Linked DNA regions of Mus musculus: region 2 is linked to region 1. A link is a contact called in public Hi-C data. All regions are on one chromosome and are shown on one strand. Each heading gives the region's core, a stretch centred on a gene start, on an enhancer-like site or on the middle of the called end of the contact. The rest is flanking DNA. Distances are from core to core; before and after follow the strand shown. Region 1 has its middle 36 kb from the start of Gm39449. Region 2 overlaps Rbms3 (RNA binding motif, single stranded interacting protein).

Region 1 (7,416 bases), core at 2,579-5,078:
AAAATATTTGCTATTTTTGCAGACCTTAGACATCTGGGGATTTCTGATTGAGATGGGGGGGGGGGGAGGAGAGTGCCCCTTTCCAGTCCAATTATATCAGACTTTAAAATGCTACTTTAAAAAATTCCAGATTTCATTTCACTTGAGTCTCCATGTTTAAGTCAAAGCAACAGTAACCAAATGGTCAAGACTCTTTTTCTTCCTATATAATATCAGACTCACAGCCTGATGTACCACTTTGCAAAGTGCTGCTAAATACAGAGGGATATTAAATTATCTAAACAGTATTACATAATTTAGTAGCATGTAATGAATACAGAATATATATTGAAACATTCATGGAGAAAAGTGTTGCCTGAAGGAGAGGGGAGAGGAAAGGTTGAAAAACAAAATTGTCAACCAGGATTAGCAGTACATACTTCAAGTTCCAGCACTTGGGAGGTCAGATGAGACAGGAGGGTTAGAAACTCACCCGACCTTGAGTACACTGTGAGCTCCAGGCCAACCTGGGTTATATGAGATCCTCTCTCAAAAATCCACAAACAAAAACAAACAAAGTGTAAAAAATGGAGTTTAGAAGACCATCATAACCAAAGCCAGTATCCTACTCTTTTTATTGACAGCCTTCATGAACTACAAATATCAATGCAGACCGATTTGAACTACAAAGGAAAGGTAATGTTGAGGGGGTTAGCCTAAGTGGATATCTGTGGACAATTGGGTTCTCTTAGTTCTGCCACAGCATCTTGAAAAGTCTGGTGTACTATTAAAGTGGGAAGAGACACCAGATCATTTCTTAGCTCTGCCACGTGTTTAGGACAAAGCTGGGAGAAATGTGTAGAGGAGAAAAGGCTATAGTATGAGTTCCCTCAAGTTACCTCTGTGGCCACCAACATGCCCTGCATGCTTCATTTTCCAGTGCAGGAAAGGACCATGGATACTTGACACTTGTGGCCTCTGAAATTCACCATGGAAGCTTTCACCTCCTGGTGCCTGTCAATGGAGATAAGGTTTCAAAGAGGTAATTAATTAAAATGAAGGCTTCAGGTAGATAGATTCCCCAATCCACTCTGCCTGGCATTCTTGTAAATAGATTGGGAAGAAGAAAGGCCACCTGATGATGTATTGTGAAAGCTGGACCAATTCAGGATGTGCTAACAGAACTGTAGGGGATGGGGGTAGGGTAAACAACAGGGATCTAGGGGATGGGATTAAGGCAATGGGGAAACTTGGGATCTAGGGAGGCCTTTATTCCGGTTTGCAGATGTTCATCTTCTCATTGGGTCCCTAGACCATTGAAAGGAGAGATGTTGTCAATATCATGTCCTCAAGGTGTGCAATAACTAATGTACTCAGGAGAACCCTACCCTTATGACCTAATCACCATTTGAAGGTCATATCTCTGGACCTGTCTGGTGCCAGACACCTTGGACAATTAGAGAACACTTTCCCCAGAGGTCCCTCCATCAGATCACTTAGCCCCACCTCTGAGGATCACAGTGAGGACCTAGCCTTCAACCTATGGATTTTGTAAAAACACAGACATTTGGTCTGCAGCAGAGATCATCTACCAGCCAAGAAGAAAAACCTCAGAGGAATCCAAAGTACACAGTGTCTCAACTTAGACTTTCAACCTCACAAATATTGAGAAAATAGAATTCCACAGTTTAATCCATATACTCTATGGTATTCTGTCATGGAAGCCCTAAGCAACTAACAGAAGGAAATAGAAAGAACTAATTTTAAACTAATAATAGCGAAGTCTCTCTGATGTCAACAACTGGTTCTTGGATACAGATAATATCTGGCTCCTGCTTCTCTTTCATGACATGTGGTGGTGTTTGGAGACACTCAGAAACTCAGTGTCTGTGTTTTTGAGTCTGGGCATGTGAGCATGGTGCCTCCCAGTGGCTAGAAGAGGGTGTTGGAAGTTAGAGCTATAATCTGTTTTAACTAGGGTTTCTACTGCTATGCAAAATACCATGACCAAAAGCAACTTGGGGAGGAAAGGGTTTATTTCATCTTAGAGCCGTAGTTCATTTTCCAAGGAAGTCAGGGCAGGAACTGGGGTAGGAATATGGAGTCAGGAACCAAAGCATAACCATGGAGGAGTGTTGCTTTCTGCATTCCTCCCTCTGACTTGTTCTTTCTTATAGCAAGAGGCCCAACAGGCCACTCCTGTGGGATTGGCTCCCTCACATTGACAATTAACTAAGACAATACCTCACACACTTGCCTATAGGTAGGCCAGTCTTATAAAGGCATTTTCTTACTTGTGATTCTCCCTGCTCAAATAATTCTAGCTGTGTCAAGTTAACATAAAACCATCCACACACAGACATTTGTGAGCTGCCCAGCATGGGTTCTGGAAACTAAACTCTGGTCCTCTAGTAGAACAGTACATGTTCTTAAGCCCAGAGCCATTTCTCCATCCCCTGAATGAAATTTTTGTGAGGTATCCATTATAATCTTCAAGGCAATTATGAGTAAAGTAGCACAAAGCTAATAAAAGCTAATTAGTGAAAGAGAATTAATAGAAGGAAATGAAATTAAAATGGTACAGGAGGAAACATCCATTTAAGTGATGAGAAGACAAAAATGAATAGCTAGTAAAACAAAATAATAATTATAACAAATTGGAGACTAAATAGAAAATAAGTGCCAGGCATAAATATTAATATGGACATTAATGTAAATATATTCAACATTCCAATCCACAAGCACAGATTGGTACCAGAAAAATGTACAAAATAAAATATTATCAACTCTACAGTATACACACACACACACACACACACACACACATATTTATATAAAACAGACATATCTTAGATTTAAATATATAAGTTAAAATGAATATAAATATAAAAAATTATTCTTCTGTATAGACCAAATGTTAGATCATAAAAGGACATATGTTAAACCCTATAAAAATGAATCAGTAATTTAGAAATGTTCCAAACCATATAAGCTATTGAATTCTAATTTCACTCATTGATGGAGAAAATTGGAAACAAATCCTAGAATCAACATTTAATTTTTTTCATCATGTGAAAATTAATATTCCTAAATTGGTAAAGGATTGAAGGAAAAATTCACAAGGGAGACAGGAAATACTTTTGAGTAAAATTGAAAGGCAGCATTCCAACACATATGAAAGGCAATTAAAACAATGCTTAGAGAGAATCGTAGTGTGAATGCATGGATTTAAAATGCAAAAAGAGGGGCTGGAGAGATGGCTTAATGGTTAACAGAACTTGCTGATCTTGCAAAGGACCAGAACCCTCGTCCAATAGCTCACAACTGCCTGTAATTCTAGTTCCAGGAGATCCAATGCCCTCTTCTGGCCTCCATGGGTACTGCACACATATGGGCACCCCAGAGCAAGATTTATAGCCAGTTCTTTAAATTCTGGATTTGACTGAGTCAAATAAAGTGAAAGAACATTAGAGGGCTATTTCTGACATCAACCTCCTGCCTTCACATGTTCATGTACACAGGCACACATACACACACGAGTCCACACAGCTGAAAACGCAAGTCTTTAACTCCACAAACTAATTTATGAGTCTTCCTTTTGCATACTATGTGATAATAGAAAGACAAGAAAATTCAGAGAAAGAGAAAGTCTTCTGGTTTGAATTAGACAGCCGAGGCCCTGCAAGGCACACCCAGTGCTGGCAAATTTATAAAGCCAAAACAAAAGGAATCCCAGTGCAGAAATGGCTGTTTGCTGGGTGAACCCACTTCCCTCCCAACTCTGCTTGGCAGATCTGTACCCTGATTATTCCATCTGGAGATAATTGTGTGACATCATCCATAAAATTAAATCATAATCAACCTAACTAGCAAACAGGCCAGCAGGCTGCTTCACAGCCACACACAGGATAAAGGAGATGATTCATCTCAATGGGAGACAAGGGGGTGGAATGAAATGTGGATGGTGCAGAGTGGGTGACCCTCAGCGTGTGCACAGGCTCGCAGCTGGCAACGTGCCCAAGCCCATGCCCGGGAATGCCAGGGCCACTGCCATGTACCTGCATTGCCCATGTGTGATGAGGAGAGGCGATCTCCTTAGAAATAGATCCATAGGTTGCATTATAGAGACGGTGCATATCCAAAAGTAAACATTCCCATTTTATGATAAATTATCCGCTATGGGAAATCACAAAGAAGGGAAAGACATATATAGTAGTATAAGGCAAAATGTCCCCTGTCAGCTCACTTTTGGAAGAGAGTGTTGCATAGTCTGTTGGTTAAGTGGGTGGAAATGAGTGAGGAGTAGTGTATTTCTGAGAAGAGTCTCCTTTGTAAGGCAATAAGGTGTGGTTCTAAATCAGTTCCTGATGCAAGAAGCAACAGAATCATTAAGACAGTCCACATTAGAGTGGGCAGAGATGGAGCTCAGTTCATAGCATGTATGCTGAATATGCTTAAAGGTCCATACCTAGTGCTTCATTACGGTGGTGGAGGCTATAAGCCCAGAACCCAGGACGTGGAGGTCGAAGGATCCGAAGTTCAAGGTTATCCTTGGCTACCCACCACCCTTCTAAATAAAAACGATGACCACTCATGCAAATATGTCTGAAGGACTCTGGGTTAATGTACACATGCGAGTTTCTTGTGGATTCACACTGTTCACAATAGCTAAGAGATGCAGTAGCAGCTTAGATGTCCATCAGAAGATAAATGATAAAGAAAATATGCTATATATTCACAATGGGACTTTTTCAAACCTCAAGAAAATTAAGTCGTGGTATTTGCAGGAAAACAGCTGGAAAGAGAGATCATTATGTCAAGAGAAATAAGACTCGGAAAGCTAAGCACAGCGTTTACTCTCCTATGGGGAATCTAGATTTACATGTGTTGGGGGTGGGAGGAGAGGGACCACATGAGACAAGGAAGAGTTCGGTGATGGAATCCATGTGTCTTGTAGGCAGGGGAGGGACTATTTGGGGCGAGGAAGGATACCAGGAAGAGAGAAGCAGAAGGGACTGGGCGAGGGGGAGGCAATGGAAAAGGAAGATGAATAAGAACAAAGTCTAATGACTCATGTATGCAAACTCCACAATGAAAACCATCACTTTGTACACTAACTTTAAAATTTGAAAGAGAGAGAGAGAGAGAGAGAGAGAGAGAGAGAGAGAGAGAGAGAGAGAGGCAGAAATAGAATAGACCAAGACAAATGCAATGCAAGGTTTGTTCCTGTTGGTTGTTCCAAGTGCTTCTGCCGTGGCTGGACAGATGAAGGGCTTCTAAAAGTCCACGGTCATCTCAGACTCTCACCACCAGGAAGCACAGATTTGGGCCAAACCATTTGAGACACTTGGCCTTAATGACTGGAGATTTCCATGGAGACCCCTGTAAATGTGAAATGCAGCTGTAGGCTGAGTTTCTGAATTTTCCAAGTAGCAACAGTGCCAGATGTTAGGAAGCTGGTGGCTCTGGAGCATCTGCAGTGAGAAGGTCACTGCCCATCTGTGAGGATGTGAGCACAAAACAACGGAGAAGAGGAGAAGAGAGAAGTTCTTGTTTTCCTCTGAATAGCATCAGGAACTGTAGCACATATAGAAGACATTTAAAAAATGTATTCTTTCATTTTATTATTTATATTGAGTATACATAATATGTGTATTGACCTATATTGTATTTATAAATCTAGAGACCTAGTTAGTTTTGGAAAAAGTTCTAAAATGTGGGTCAATCAGAAAATGAGTAATTTTTCATACAAATGAAAACTGTTTGCCTGCCTTATTGTCTTCTGTTAATCTCCTGCCTCCAGGAATATTTGTTGTCTGATTTGATGAGAGCCATGCAGACCAAGTATATAATGGCAATAGGCATTCTGTCTTTATTGTCCTTATTTCACTAGCTAGGGATCTTTCTGATATAAACCTCAAGAGCTCAGAGGAGTATGCGAAAAGCAAGGAATCCATTATGAAAAGCAAACTCACATAAAGATGTAAAAAGGACAGCCATATCTGTGTCCTAGGATGACCTAGACATACCTGGCAGAGGACTACCTCAGACACAGCTGTGTCCATGCCTGCCCTGTTGTTCTCTCTTCTGTCTCCCCCTCTTCTAACTCCTTCTACCTTGATTAGTTTGTACCGTGGTTCTAATCCTATCTTGTTGATTTTACTCTGAAGACTAAGAGATGGCTCAGTGGCTCACTGGAGGATCTGGGTTTGGTCCTTAGTACCTATGTCAGGTATCTTATAACTGAGGCCTTCCTCTGGCTTACACATGCATGCACACGCACATAACACACACACACACACACACACACACACACACACACACACCTACACACCTACACACCCACACACATACACACACACACACACACACACACACACACATTCGCCTACCTTCGATTTCCTTCTAAGCTAAGTGGAAATAGTCACATGCTTCCTTGAGACCTGGGATATCCCATAACATGAGGCTATTTCTCAGTGATTTCTGCTAACTTGGAGTGGCATGCCTGAGTGCATATGAAGAAAACAGGTGAGTGTCTTCCTGATTAGAGCCAGACTAGTATGCATTTGGCCCATGATGATAAGCGTTAAAGCATTGTAAAGCACAGTATAAAACAAGGAGGCCTGTGTTTTATAAAGATCCTCTGATAGTGTTGCGGAGTATGGCTTGGTTTTGAAGAATAGAGCCTCTGTCTCCCAAATCAAAGAAATAATCCTACAAAAGACACAAATAAAACTCAACCAGGTGGTGCTGGGGTGGTGCACTGTATCAACATATCTTCTCTGAGGAAGTCAAAAGAACCAATATAAACAAGACAGATATTGTTGCTATAGTTTAATATTTAGGTTGCTTTAGTATTACATTATTATCACTGTTGTAGATATAGTCACAAACTTGTTTATTTTTCCTTTGAGGCAGGGACTCAATTTGTAGCTTAAGCTGCTCTGGAACTCCAGATCGTCCTGCCTGAGGCACCCTAGTGCTGACTTTAGAGGTGTAAACCATGCCACCAGAACCCTGAGAAGCCAGGGCCCCTCTTTTCTGCTTCCTGCTCTGCTTGGATTTGAGCAGGCAATTCCCCAGCTGCAGTTGTGAGCTACATCAGCCACCAGACCTTCTCCACTGTGATGGATTCATTCTGCCCCTTGAACTGTAAGCCCAGACCAACCTTTCCTACAGCTTTCACACATTTTGTCACAGCTGTGCCACAAGCAGCTAACACTCCACACTGGAGTGGATCAGTCAGTCACTCACAAATATGTGATTGTTGATTCTGAATTATAGCACTTGAAGAACAGCAGTCATGAAAGGGATACTTGGCCCCTGACCATAACAAAATCCCCATGTATAAAGTCCTTCCCTGTACTAGGAAGAATGGCAGGACTGAGTTTCTTATCTCACCACAGATGAGCCAAACCCTGGAGGAATCTGAAACAA
Region 2 (7,416 bases), core at 2,112-4,611, 550 kb before region 1:
ATTCTCCTTCCTATCCATGTGACCTTTAAAAGTTTCTGTTTAAAGCCTAGGCTTTGGCTCTATTTTCTTTTAGGGAAAAATTCCAAATTCCATATAGAGTGTATCTGTCCAGATTTAAGTGACCTTCTGAAGACAAGGAGAAGCAAATATTCTGGGTGAACTGGTGAGGACATGAGATGCATGGGAAGCCAGGGGCAGGAATTGTGGTACCTCCACAGACCCATGGCTTTCTGAAACCAGCTCCAACAATGTAACTGTATACAGGTGCAGCTGAATTTGTCCCTCTATTCGTTAAAGCGAGAGAGAGAGAGAGAGAGAGAGAGAGAGAGAGAGAGAGAAAGAGAGAGAGATATTTCATACTCCCTTCCATCAGTGGGACCAGCCAACCAGTCCAGCAGTGAAATGTGAGAGAGACAAGACTGAGGATTCCAGATTGAAATAAAGAGCTAGAAACAACGTTGGGAGGATAGAGGGGACCAAGAGGAGGAGGAGGCTTGCTGCCCAATCAGGAGGAAGGAGGAAAGATGGAAGAAGAAGATAAGGAGGAGGGTGAGGAAAAAGAGGATGAGGGAGAAGGGGAGGAAGAGGGTTAAGTAGGAGAGGAAGAAGAAAAGGAATGAAGAGGAGGAGGAAAACAAGAAGAAAGAAAGAAAAAAGAGAGAAAGAATGAAAGAGAGAAAGCGAGAGAAAGAAAGAAAGAAAGATGGAGAGAAAGAAAGAGAACAAAGAGGAACCAGAAGATGAAGAGAAGGAGAACTGAGGAGGAAGAGGGTGCAGTTCTCAAGGGCCTGGGTCAGGAATGGTGTCCTCATTTGCTTTCTCAGGCGAGAAGCCATGCTTCCTCTTGTGAACTCAACATGAACTATGATGCTACGTGTCATCTCACAGATGTGAAAAACATTGGTTCTGCTGGTAGACGGTGTATTATTATAAATATGCTGTATAACTGAGTCCGCACCAAGGTCTTCATTTATAACACTCTCATAATGCATCAGAGAGCAAATGCATGTGTGGCAGAGGACTATCATTTGGCTCCACCATTATTTAAAAACATTTAAGCTCTGGGGGGTACTGGTTAGTTCATATTGTTGTTCCGCCTATAAGGTTGCAGACCCCTTCAGCTCCTTGGGTACTTTCTCTAGCTCCTCCATTGTGGGCCCTGTGTTCCATCCAGCAGATGACTGTGAGCATCCACTTCTGTATTTGCAAGGCACTGGCATAGCCTCACAAGAGACAGCTATATCAGGGTCCTTTCAGCAAAATCTTGCTGGCATATGTAATAGTGTCTGTGTTTGTTGGCTGATTATGGGATAGATCCCCTGGTGGGGCAGTCTCTGGATGGTCCATCTTTTTGACTCAGCTCCAAACTTTGTCTCTGTAACTCCTTCCATGGGTATTTTGTTCCTATTCTAAAGAGGAATGAAGTATCCCATGCATTGGTCTTCCTTCTTCTTGATTTTCTTGTGTTTTGCAATTTGGATCTTGGGTATTCTAAGTTTCTGGGCTAATATCCACTTATCAGTGAGTGCATATCCAGTGAGTTCTTTTGTGGTTGGGTTGCCTCACTCAGGACAGAGCTCATGTCTCTAGCTGCATATCTAGCAGAAGATGGTCTAGTCGGCCATCATTGGGAAGAGAGGCCCCTTGGTCTTAGGGCCAAGAAGTGGGAGTGGGTGGGTAGGGCAGCAGGGTGGGGGGAGGGTATAGGGGACTTTTGGGATAGCATTTGAAATGTAAATGAAGAAAGTATCTAATAAAAAATGAAAAAAAAGCATTTAAGCAGGGCTGTCTCTTGGCTGAAGCTATACCACCAACGTTTCTTTAAAACCAGTTCACTCAGCTCACTAGAATACCATGGAAGGCTGGGTGTATGTAATTTCCTGTTGAGTTCTGAACAAACACCTGTTCGCCCTACCTAGGGCAGAGATGAGAACAAGTCGATCCACATCCAGCTCGGAGAGCCAATGCATTGACTGATGTTAACTTACAGGAGCATGTGTGATTGACGGGCAGCTGTATCATCCAACGCCTGGCGCAGCATGGGTGACCACTCACTAAAGCCGCATTTCACACTGTTCCCTGCACCACGTGTAGGCAGTTCCACGAGTCTCCTTTGCCCCATAACTGTTCACAGCATATACAAGCCTGAAGCTGGTCTTTGCCCAGGAAAAGGAACCTTCCATGCTTTGTAAGGATCATTGGTTTCCACAACTCCCAGTAGCCCTCACTCAGGAAGGGATCCTCCAGTTGGAAGGAGAAAGCTACATATCACCTGTGCACCTGAAACATGTCATTGGCATCAAATAACTAGAGGATGCCTCTCATCCCCTTTTCTGTGGCAGGAAGCAAAGGCAGAGATGCTGAGCTGTGTGCCAAACTTCATATGGTAGCATTGCAAGCATATGTCCGCCCAGCTCACAAACATAGTTGATCTATTGATCAACTCTCTCCTTTGGTCCCCACATAATCCTCATAGGTAAGATCAACAGCAGGGATCCTGCTCATGTTGTCAATGACAGACCGACCTGAGCATAGCGTTATGAGTCCCTATAAAGGCAGTTTGAAAGCAACACAGAGTAGTTCTAACCCACTACGTCCGTGGTAACATAAACAGGGCTGGTTGGCCTCCCTGGTCCTGCTTGTCACTCAGTGCAGATGTTAAACGCATGACAATGATGCCTCTTTGGGAAACAGTTCAGTCACATTTCACCCTTGAAGCATTCTGGGCCTCTGCTATTATAAACACATGCCCAGGTTTGCACTGGTGATAATTTTAATGTAAGCAGTAGTTTCATACTTTGTAAGTGGGGGAAAATAGCCATGAAATGGTAGGTGGAGTGAACCCAACGGTGTCTGATGCTGTCTTGGTTTGAGGCCAAGAAGGAAACAGACTCCTCCCCCAGTGTCTGATTCCCCAGGCAAGCTTGCTTTTCAGTCTCCCTCCATCCTTGCTGGATCACCTCCTGGGCTTGCTCAGTGTGGGAAAGGGTAAGGCCTTCAAAGATGGTTCTTCTTTCCCAATTGTTTTCCCAGGGTCCCTTCTTCCTTTTACACGTCTTCCACTTATTGTTCAGAGTGTTTGGGGGGAGTAGTATCTACTTGATGGATGAACCCAGGAATCCAATCCACAGATAGGCTGGACAGGCTTTCTATTTGGATTTTGAAGGTAGGATGCTTCCCAGTCCAGAATCTAGTTCTTGCAGCAAGATAGCCAAGTGTCTGCTAATGTCTGTTTTGCTTCTGTGATCTGGTTTTTCTCAAACATCTTCCCCCCATCACACAGTTCCCTACTGTCTGCAGATGCACTCTACTTTCTGAAAGCTGAAAGCTGCCTCCTGGCTCCTCTCAACCACAGCAGCTACACAGAGAACTCCACACACTATTCCTGTCTCTTGAGCCCATGATTACCTCTTTGTCTCCTTCTAGAACACTGCCTACATTTGAGTCTGAATTCTTACAACATTTAGATTTTACCATATTCCCTTTTCTCCACCCCCCCCCCAGGTTGGTAATAACTTGGGGCCCTAACCCTAACCCTAACCCTAGCCCTAGCCCTAACCCTAGCCCTGGCTCTGGCCCTGGCCCTGGCCCTGGCCCTAACCCTAGCCCTAGCCCTAGCCCTAAGCCTAACCCTAGCCCTAGCCCTAGCCCTGGCCCTGGCCCTAGCCCTAGCCCTAAGCCTAACCCTAAGCCTAACCCTAAGCCTAACTCTAACCCTAACCCTGTTCTGATTCTAACCCTGCTCTGGTAACTAGATCCTGGCAGGGAGACTGCAGAAGGTTACTTCCTTTCCCCAAGACCACCACCTGCACAGAGTCTAATTTTGCTGGTGGGCCTTTGCAGATCAGCAAGGCAGCAATTTCTTCTTTGTGAGGAGAGCTGAGTTCTGTCACATGACCTGGCAGGATGTGTTTTATCCTTTGTTTTCTTCATCTGAAGACGTGTGTGTGTGTATGTGTGTGTGTGTGTGTGTGTGTGTGTGTGTGTGTGTGTGTGCTGCATACATGCACCCGCTGGGGCAGGACTACAGATATTTTCCTCAGTAACACCCCACCTTGGTTTTGGAAGCAGAAGTCTCTCACTGAACCTAAAGCTTGCTCTTTTGACTAGACTGCTGGGCCAGTGAGCTTCTGAGATCTACCTGTCTCTGCCCTACTACATGTTTATGTAGCCGTATCAAGCTTTTATACATGTCGAAGGGATTTGAACTCAGGTCCTCTTGCTTGCACATGGAGGACTGGTGCTCACTCCTCAGCTATAGAGGCTGTTTTCAACAATAAGTCTGAAGAACTTTCACAGTGGAAATGATCTCATGCAACGTGGCTCAGCTTCCCTCTTCTTCCATGACAACCATGAGCTTCAGTGTGTCCAGAGGTTTTCTTAGACACTGAAGAAAATGGGAAGACATCCTTAGCTGGATCTCCCCAGGAAGTTAAAGGCTTCCTCGGAGCTCTGAGATGCAAGTGGTTGCACGCAGACTTTGTACTCTGAAGAGCGTTTTGTCCTTTGTGTTCAGAATCTCCAGCTCCTATGAGCTCACAGCACACACATGGGACACAGAGCCTGTGACCTTCTGATCCATCCCAGGAAAACGAACTCCACCTCTGAGTTTAGAGAGGGGATGCTACCCTCGCTAGCCAGGAACTGGACTGATGTTGTGCCCACGTCTCAAGTATTTCTGAGCTGTTCCAGTCAGTAGTGGAAAAACTGACCTCCTGGTAATGTGTGCGTCATCAAGGCTGGGTGCTGTCCTTGGGCCAGGTCACTGCGAGTCCCTGTTTGTGACTGGGAACCATGAAGTGTGAACTGAAGTGTGGTGTAATCTGCTGGAAACTGGGATAAGTTAATAGGTCTTGTAGAAGCTAATTAAGAAAGGGAAGTTAACAAGAGGCTTGGAACATGTTTCCTCTGTCATGGTTTTATGCATTACTTGGTAAGCTGACACACAGAAACAGTATAAATTCGGCCCAGAGAGCTGTCTAAGTTGGTAAAGTGCTTGCTGTGCAAGTGTGAAGGCTTTGTCCCCAGAAGCCATGCCAGAGAGCCGGGCACAGTGACACATGCTTCGAAATCCCAGTGCTAGAGAAGGGGGGGGGGGCAGGCAGGCAGATTTCTGAGGCTGGCTGCTAGCCAGTCCAGCCAGATAAGCAAGCTCAAGGCCAGTAAGGGAAGCAGTTTAACAACAACAACAATAGCAAAACCTCTAGGTGGATGGTACCTAAGGGATGAGATAGGAGATTGACCTCTGGCCTCCACATGCATCCAGATGTATATGTGTGTGTGTGTGTGTGTGTGTGTGTGTGTGTGTGTGTATACACACACACACACACACACACACACACACACACACACTTATAGATTAACATCATTTGTATGTGTTGCTGTGGCCTGAATCCAAGATCATCATTCATATCAGGCTAGAGTTCTAAGCTCAGCTACATCTTCACCCCACACACAATTTTTGGAATATACATACATACACACACACACACATGCACACAATACATTTATATATATATAATATATTATAATATATCATATATTATGATATTTATGATATATATGTGATATATACTTTATTGGCTGCCAAGTCAAGCTGATTAACATATGAAAACACTCAGATACTAATATGTTTAGTAATGAGATAGTTAAATCCAGCAATTTTCAAGAGTAATCAAGAATTGACATGTGGAGCTGTAAGAAATAAAGACTTCTGCACAGAAAAGTGAAATATCTTGTGAAGCTACAGCTACACAGTGGGAGAAAAATCTTTGACCATTCCAGGTCTGACAGAGAATTAATATACAACCCCTCAAACACAATGTCCCAACAACCAAATGATCCAGGAAATAAATAGGTTGATAAATAGGTTCTCAGAAGTTTAACAGCAAATGCCTAATAAGGATGAGAGAACACGTTCAGCATCCTTGCCCATCAGGGAAATGCAAACTCTAAGGGCATGGATGGATGGATGTTGTTACCAGGTGAGGTCTGATGTTGTGCAAGCCCTCTCCACAAGTCTTTCTTCCTGACTTAAGTTGCTAACACTTGTCCAGTATCTCCATGACCACCTTATCCACACCCAGCCTGTGGTAGCCACCACTCTTTTTAATTTTTAAGATTTATTTTTAATTACGTGTGTAATTAAATATGACGACGATATGTGCACATGAGTGCGGGTGCTTCTGCAGACTGGGAGAGAGCATCAAATCTCCTGGGGCTGGAATTGCCAGCTGGTTGTTAGCCATCTGACACGGTGCTAAGACCCAAACTCAGGTCCTCTGCAAGAGTAGCACGTGCTCTTAATGGCTGAGTCACCTCTCCAACCCCTATTGAATATTTGTGTCACCACCATGGTGTCAGTGTCATGATAGCTTTGTATAGCTTTGTGGTCCGTGCTCTGATGTCTTCTGCTTCGTCCTTTTCCGAAAAGCTTATATTTGCTTCCCAAGATGTTAGGAATATCTTCTAATGTTAAAATTTGTTTTTATTTCTCTGAAAAACATAACTGGAATTGTGATAGGCATTGTGTTTAATCTGTAGACCGGAGTAGCTTGGGCATTTTTAAATATGAAGTTTGTAGTCAATGGATTCGGAATGTTCTTTGTGCCTTTATCTCTTTCATCAATGTTTATTCTATGTGTTTATTGCTGTTGTAAATGAGATTATTTTCTTGATTTGTCTTGTAGATAGCTCACTGTTAGTATATTAAAAATTGATTTTTTTCTGAAAAACAGTTTTTTCTTTCTGGGAAATTTTAGAGAACATATTTATTCTGGCAATTTTTGCTTAAGTATTGAGGGTTTTCCATGTATAAGCCTTCTCTCTTTGCCTAATTGCTCTGTCCCGGACTTCCCTTCTTCTTTAAATTGACATGAAGAAAGTGAGCATCATTCTCTTGTCTCTGACCCTAGAAGACATTGTTCCCACTTTTCCCCAGAGAGGAGGAAGGCATCAGTTATGATCATGATATGGAATGTCCCATATGGGCACACCTGTTGAGGACCTGATTCCCAGCCAGTGAGACTATTTTGTGACATAGTGGAATCTTTTGGATGTGATTCCAGATGCAGAGCATAGAATGGTCCTCAGAGTTATAGACTGGCCCTCATTCTGGTCTTAGTCTTGGCTCCCTGCTGTCCTGTAGCCAGATGCTTCACACTCCGGCAGACACACACAGGAAAGAGCTGTTCTCACCATGCCTTCACCACCACAATAGGCTATGTGCCCTTAAATTGTGATCCAAAACAAATCTCTTTGCTCCTAAACTCATCCTGTCGAGTGTCTTTACCATAGCCACAAGGAATATTGTGATGCTTCCTTTTGTATTTAATGTGTGGAGTTTTTATTGTGAGAAGATGTGATTGGACAATATTCACATCAATCAAATCATCCTCGCTTGCTCACAATGCATTA

What was found. Hi-C and Micro-C count contacts between places; a contact is called where the count stands out from the background.
Region 2: a Hi-C map of the N1E-115 cell line shows a contact between it and region 1, with 6 times the contacts expected there. The contact joins two enhancer-like sites. A contact is called at or near these places in 2 of 484 Hi-C or Micro-C datasets (the N1E-115 cell line and uterus).

The regions. Positions count from the first base shown.
Region 1 is chr9:116,485,908-116,493,323 of GRCm38.p6, reverse strand. No RefSeq gene overlaps it. Among named protein-coding and RNA genes, the nearest start is that of Gm39449, 36 kb to the left of the region's middle. Within about 2 kb of position 3,828, at least 20 of the 459 cell types and tissues checked have an H3K27ac peak or open chromatin away from gene starts, as enhancers often do. A contact at or near this core is called in the N1E-115 cell line, where this site is marked.
Region 2 is chr9:117,037,681-117,045,096 of GRCm38.p6, reverse strand. The region is part of intron 3 of Rbms3 (RNA binding motif, single stranded interacting protein); the gene reads left to right. Among named protein-coding and RNA genes, the nearest start is that of Gm39452, 150 kb to the left of the region's middle. Within about 2 kb of position 3,361, at least 41 of the 459 cell types and tissues checked have an H3K27ac peak or open chromatin away from gene starts, as enhancers often do. A contact at or near this core is called in the N1E-115 cell line, where this site is marked.